Regions from separate parts of the Mus musculus genome. Here region 1 is linked to region 2. A link is a contact called in public Micro-C data. All regions are on one chromosome and are shown on one strand. Each heading gives the region's core, a stretch centred on a gene start, on an enhancer-like site or on the middle of the called end of the contact. The rest is flanking DNA. Distances are from core to core; before and after follow the strand shown. Region 1 holds the start of Tjp1 (tight junction protein 1). Region 2 holds the start of Klf13 (Kruppel-like factor 13).

What was found. Hi-C and Micro-C count contacts between places; a contact is called where the count stands out from the background.
Region 1: a Micro-C map of embryonic stem cells shows a contact between it and region 2, with 13 times the contacts expected there. The contact joins the promoter of Tjp1 here to the promoter of Klf13 in region 2. A contact is called at or near these places in 1 of 39 promoter capture datasets (liver) and 2 of 484 Hi-C or Micro-C datasets (both in embryonic stem cells).

What each region holds. Positions count from the first base shown.
Region 1 is chr7:65,369,828-65,373,286 of GRCm38.p6, reverse strand. Tjp1 (tight junction protein 1) reads left to right here and starts at 2,043. Exons shown (of 27, transcript NM_001163574.1): 1 at 2,043-2,477. The coding sequence starts at 2,451.
Region 2 is chr7:63,937,380-63,940,662 of GRCm38.p6, reverse strand. It overlaps Klf13 (Kruppel-like factor 13), which reads left to right and starts at 1,748. Exons shown (of 2, transcript NM_021366.3): 1 at 1,748-2,696. The coding sequence starts at 2,117.

The sequences.
Region 1 (3,459 bases), core at 794-3,293, 1.4 Mb before region 2:
CCCCCACCCCCAGTCAGTTAAACTTTAGGGAGGAGATAAGATTCCTCCAAAAGTGTTTTTCTTTAAAAATGATTTTTTAAAATTATTTTTGTTAGGATACAAATTAATAGGTTTCATGATGGCACCCGCACCTTCATTTCTGTAAATGATGGGACCCTTCCCTTGCTATTTGGAAAAGATATACAAATATAGTTTGGTTTAGATATTAAGAATATCTATTCACAAAAAAAAAAAAAAAAAAAAAAAAAGAATCCGGGCGTGGTGGTGCACGCCTTTAATCCCAGCACTCAGGAGGCAGAGGCAGGCGGATTTCTGAGTTCGAGGCCAGCCTGGTCTACAGAGTGAGTTGCAGGACAGCCAGGGCTACACAGAGAAACCCTGTTTCAGAAAAAAAAAAAATCTATTCAACTTACCTAGTGCAGCTTATAGTTCATGTTAGATAATTTAATTTGGTTACTCAAAATACCACTGGAAAAATTTTAAGAATGGTTACATTATTTGGAAATTTTTAATTGACACACTTTTTAAAGCAAAGTGTTCTGAAAGTGAAATGGTTTTCCTTGATTTCATTTTTTTTTTAAAGCCATGGCAAGATAAGACCAATCAGGTAAATTAGATGTAGACACGATGTAGTGATCTAATATTTAGCTTACATAATAGACTTGATAAACTGATTGACCAAAGAGAAAAGGGAAGGAGTAGGCGCATCAAACTGCTAGGCAGGTTTGCAGAGTGCATCTCTTATTAAATGGTAATGCCCTCCCTGGTATGAAAGTCCTTCAGGAACCGCTTTCTCAGCCACAGCACACCCAAGTCTTTTATAATGCTGTTTTCTCATAGGATAAATTTAATCACCCCCTTTGAGAGAACACAGGACACTTTGCCTGTGAAATAACTACACACACCACAACTAAAACAAAACAAAACAAAAAACAAAACTGACTTTAACTGTTTTCCTACATGCCGAGAAACAGGGTTTGGTTTGCACGATGCTCTTTTCTGGTTCAGCTGGCTTAGAGTTACAAAATACTTGACTTTGAAACCTTAATTGATGTTTACATTTCATGTATGGATATTTCCAAGTTAGAATTAGGTTTAAATTGGTCATATAGTTGAATTCTCAAAAGACAACAATAGTCTAAAAGCCGATGCTTCTGTCTCCCTCTTCCTTGTATGGCTACTGTAGCACTATGCTAGGTACTTTAGGATGTTATCTAATGTTACTAAATTTTTCTAATATTCCTTAAGAGCTTTGCAGTATACAGAATGTAAATTAATGAAGCTCGAAATAGTTTTCTACCTAATTTTTTTTTTTTTTTTTTTTTGGTTCAGCAAGACAGTTGGCCTAAGTTTGCACAGTGGCCTATTGAACTTGTTGAATTCCGCGTGTCCTTACATCCTTTTCTGGTTTAGAAAGGCAGGCAGCCTGCTCTGTCTCTTCAGGGGCCAAGAATTTCAGCAATCTTGATAGCCTAAAATATTCTATTGAGATCCCTGTCTAGCGAGGCGGGAGAAGGGGGCTGGGATTATCTCAGTGTCCAGATTTGTACCTGGTTTATTTAAGGCAGTCGGTTTGTCCTGAGCCTTCTAGAACGCTTCTGTTGTGCTTTAAACAAAAACATATCTCCAATGGGGTAACAGTGCCGAGACACATGGTGACAGTTGTGACCATTGTTACTTGCGAGGCTAAAGAAACCACAGTTGGGTATTGGCCAGGCCGACCTTAATTGTCACACTCCTGCGTGGGGCCCATCTGGGGTTGCTGGTTGAGGAGAAAGTAGACAAGTCTGTGTAGGGAGTCAAAAAGCTTTAGTACACAGGAGTTTGGGGTTCTCGGGGGTGGGGGTGAATCGAATTCTGCCGGATCTGTGATAAAAACAAACAGGATGGATCGCGCGGCAGCGGAAACCGCCTAGCAAGTAACTTGGGTAGCCGAGCTTTTCCTTCCGCGCGGGGGTCGGACCCGGCCTGGCCCCGCCCCTCGCGGAGGCCCCGCCCCCGCCGGCTGGGCATGCTCAGTGGCCCGGTCCGGCAGGTTTTGCGTGGCCGCCTGAGTTGCCCGCGACGGCTCTGCCCGCCGACGGCACGTCTCTCGGCGGCCGCGCGTTCCGGGGAAGTTACGTGCGGGAGCAGGCTTTGGAGGAGACGCCCGAGGGTGTAGGGGACAGCCGGAGGCCCGGGTACTGCGGAGCGGCGAGCCGGCGGAGGGCGGCGGAGGCCGAGCAGGCGGCCGGGTGTGCCCCGCGGAGAAGCCCGGGCGGGGCGGACGCTTCCCGGACTTTTGTCCCACTTGAATCCCCTCCCCGTGGGCCGGGCCTTTCCGGCCTCCCCCGCCCCTGCCCCGCTCGTCCCCGGGAGATGTTTATGCGGACGGTGGCGTGAGGAGCGGGCGGGCCGGCGGCGCGGAGTTTCGGGTCCGAGGAGCTTCGCGCGGCGCGGAGAGAGACAAGATGTCCGCCAGGGCCGCGGCCGCTAAGGTGAGAACCTCTCGGCCAGCCGGGCGGCGGGCTGGGCGGCGGGGGGCGGCGGGGGAGCCTCGCCCCGCCCTCCCCGCGGCGGCAGCCGGGGGCGACCGCGGCGGGGCGGTGAGGGAAGGCGGGAGGGCGGGCTGGGGGTGCGCCTGCCGCCCGGGCAGGTGCACGGCTGCCGGTGCCTGGCTCCGGCTCGCGCTGGGAGGCGACGTGCAACAGGTCCCGCGCCTGGAAAGTCGCCCCGGGTGAGGATTCTCAGGTCCCGGGAGCGTGTCTGCGGAGACCCGGGGGTGTCAGCTGCAGCAGGAGGGTGGGTGGGTAGCCGCGGGGCTGGCTCTGGAGGAGTGGTTGGTACCCGACGAAACCCTATAGTTTCGATCTGATGTCACCCGCTGCGGTATGCGCAATGGCAGCGATAAAGCTTGGAGACAGCAAAACACTCAGCTCTAGAGTAGCTATGGTTTATTTTGAGGTTTATTATTTATGTGAGGCCACAGAAGGAGGAAAGTTTTTAAGCACTTTAATTTCAACTTTCAGAAGTAGCACAAAGTGTCCCTACACATGGACAGTAAGATGGGTGCAAACCAAAAGAGCCCGGTGAATTCTGCACAAAACAACTTGCCTATTTTCCTGTGTGCTTTGAAGTGTGCTTCTTGACAGTGTGTTATATTATTATTACATTAGGCTAAAATTCTTAAAGATGAAGTAGAATCCTTCTTTTGTACGTTTTAATTAAAAAAAAATCCTAAAGTGCTTGCTTTTTCAATGACAGACATACAGTGTGAGAAAAATCAATCCGTTATTCAAACAGCTTAAACAGGTGGTGATTTTATGTAGTTTTCTATTTGAAATACTTAATCATAACCTTTGAGAATAGATGGAAATTTCTGAATTCTTGACAGGACCTTGTTTCTTTGGCAGATACAAGGTTTAGTATAGATTGTTTTAAGGAATAGAGTATTGCTCCTGTAGGAGTAATTTAGTTTGT
Region 2 (3,283 bases), core at 499-2,998:
CCTGGCTGCAGAGGGACAGAAAGACATGCATGGACTGAAAGGCAGTGTAGGGGCCAGCTCTTTCCCAATGAGATGACTGTCTGTGGCATGTGGTGGGAACAGAGGAGCAATCTGAGTCATCACTTGGTCAGGACACAGTCTCTTAAATGCCATCAACATAATCTGCCTGGAACAAAGATGACTACTTTCTGCCAAGTGGAGACCCTCCTACAAAGCCCTGATCCAGCTTCTCCACAAAACAGCAGCCCAATGGTGTGGAAATTCAGGGTGTGTGCTCACACTCGGGGTGTTCAAACGTTAACCTAAAGTTTCACAACTGAAAATTCCAAATTGTTCAGTTTCCTCAATTATCAGAAATCAAAGTCTTTTCTATTTTAGGCTCCCATTTAACTTGGGGAAGAACTTGAAATCAGAGCCATGGTTCTTAATTTTCACCAGTAGTGAGGTGACTGACCCTTCTTTAGCTCACTGGGGTCGACCAACCGGCAGTCGGGTCTCCCTGACTTGGTGGCTGACTTATTTTAAGGTATCATCCACAATGAAAAGGAGAGGCTGCTGATCCTACCCTCACAGGTCAGAGGCCAGTTGCGGCCAAAGTCTTTTGAGTGTGTTAAGATTGGTTCAAAGGCAGTTGGAAGCTACGGGTCTCTCTGATGATGGCCTAGTGTTCAGAGAGGAAAGAACATGAATGTGTGTCTAGACTTTAGAGCAAGGTGGCCTAGTTGGAAGGCCCCGGCAGGACGCAGCGGAGCATTTCCTTCAGAGGCCCAGACAGTGGATGGGTGGGGCGCCCTGGGCGGGGTCCTCGCAGCTGGTGGTGTTTGAAGCCTCCAGGACCGCGGTGGGAGAGGGGCGGCCTGGAGAAGTTGGCAGCAGGCCTGGGGCAGGAAGGGGGAGGAAGGGGCCCCGTGTTCCCTGAACAGCCGCGACCGCAGCCCCAGCACGTAGCTCACTCCCTCAGCATTGGCAGTGGTGGGTCCTGCATCAGCCAGGTTAACATAGGCTCAAGGGCAGTTCGGCCGCGCGGGGGCGGGGCGGCCCCAGTGGTGACAAGGCTCGGGCCAAGGTTGCGTAGAGAACCGGAGCTCAATAGGAGCGGGGTGAGGAGGTGGCTGGAGATGGGCAATGCAAACCCGGCCACCAGAGAACTCCGCTGCGGTGGGGTGAGGCTCGGTAATGTCCCGCCCATAGGCGAGGTCGGCCGCTTAGGTCCCATAGGGACCGATACGCCACCTTGCCCGCACTCCCGGCGGGCGGAGCGACCACAGGGTGTCTTGCTCAGTGTTGCCATCCTCGTGCCACCCACTGCTGCCTGCTCACAAAAGCTCTGGCATGGAAAGGGCCGGCGGGGTTCCCGCTGCGGGAGGCACGCGCCCCAGCCCTGCGCCGCTACACAGCGGCCCGCCACCCTCGGACGTCATGCGTCTGCGCGCCGCGCGCCCGGCTCCGATTTCCGCCCCTCCTCTTGCAGGCCCAGGGGCACGCCCACTGGCGCGCGCAGGTCCCGCGGCCAGTAGAACCCTCTCGAGGACCGGATTGGCTGCATAAAGTACTCAAGAGCCAATGGAGTTCGCGTCTACCACTGGCCACGCCCCTCCTGAGGCGCTCCAGGCTCCCCGCCCCCTTCGTGCGCGCTGCTCCCTGCGGCCGCTGCCGCCTGTAACCTGCGCCGCCAGGATGTGGCTGGGGGCTGACGTCGGGTCCAGATGTGGCCCCGGCCCCGCCCACCCCCGGGGCCGGTCCGCCCACACCGAGCCGCGGCGCGCACGGAGGCTGTCCCGCCTGCCACAATGCACGGTGGAACTGCGACCACAACTTGCAGGGGTCGTGCCTAACGTCGCCTCCGCTCGACGTCCCTAAGACAGGCCGACTCTGACGCCGCACGCGGACCCTCCTTACTGGAGCCCCCCATGCGCTCACCCTCCAGTGCCCGGCCAGGCGGACGCGGAGCCGCGCGGGTGACGGCAGAAGCGGCTACGCGCCCAGCCTAGCCCAGCCCAGCCCAGCCGGAGAAGAGGGCGCGCCGCGCCCCCGCCCCCCGCCGCTCCCGGAGGCCGTGGGTGCGGATGCGCCGCTGACGACTCCTGCGAGAGCACCGCGCGCCCTAGCCCGCAGCATGGCAGCCGCCGCCTATGTGGACCACTTTGCCGCCGAGTGCCTCGTGTCCATGTCCAGCCGCGCAGTCGTGCACGAGCCGCGGGAAGGACCTGAACCCCGGCCCGAGGGCGCGGCCGCCGCCGCCCCCACACTGCCCCGCGTTGACGAGCGCCGCGACGGCAAGGACAGCGCCTCGCTTTTCGTGGTGGCTCGGATCCTAGCGGACCTCAACCAGCAGGCGCCGGCGCCCGCCCCCGCGGAACGCAGAGAAGGGGCCGCTGCGCGCAAGGCGAGGACCCCCTGCCGCCTGCCGCCTGCGCCCCCTGCGCCGCCACCCGGCCCAGAGCCCGCCTCCCCGGGACAAGCAGGCGCGCCGGCCGCGCCCCCCAGCCCCGCGTGGAGCGAGCCGGAGGCGGCATTGGAGCAGGAGCCCGGCCCCGCGGGGAGCGGCGAGCCTGGCCTCAGACAAAGGGGTCGGCGAGGCCGGAGCCGCGCGGACCTCGAGTCCCCGCAGAGGAAGCACAAGTGCCACTACGCGGGCTGCGAGAAAGTTTACGGGAAATCTTCGCACCTCAAGGCGCACCTGAGAACTCACACAGGTCAGTGGGGCGGCGGGGACGCCGCGAACGCGCGGACTAGGGACTGCTTGGGACCGGCCACGCCCCCAGAGCTTCGGGCCCAGCGCTAGAGGGGGCCGGGGCCGAGGGCGGGGAGCCATGAGCTGAGGGCGATCGCAGCCGCGCCCCTGTCCTGGCGCTCTGGCCTCGCGTGACGCTGGCCGTGGCGCTTGGAGCCGGCGCCCTCTCGGCGACCGCGCCCCCATCGGGCACGCCCCCTCCCAGGCTCTTGGGGCGGGGCCGCGGGGGTAGATGTCGTCATCCGGGCTGCGGGCGGCGCGGGCAGGTGCGCTAGAGGTGGTTGGGGGGGGGGGCAGGCGGCGCTCCCTTTTGGGGCGTAGGTGCTCGGGGAGCTGGAGTCTCGCCACCCCTCTTCCCAGGCCTCCGGGCGGGCTCTGGCGAGGGAGGGGCCGGCTGGGGCGGGCGAAGTTCACGCGGGGACAGGGCTCCCTTCAGCCACTCGGCACATTCTTCGTTCTCTTCTTCCTGTAATTTTTCCAGGGCTCTAAGGTTTAATTTGTCGCAACCCGACCCAGCGGCGGCGCTGGCCGACGCGGGGGGCGGTCCCA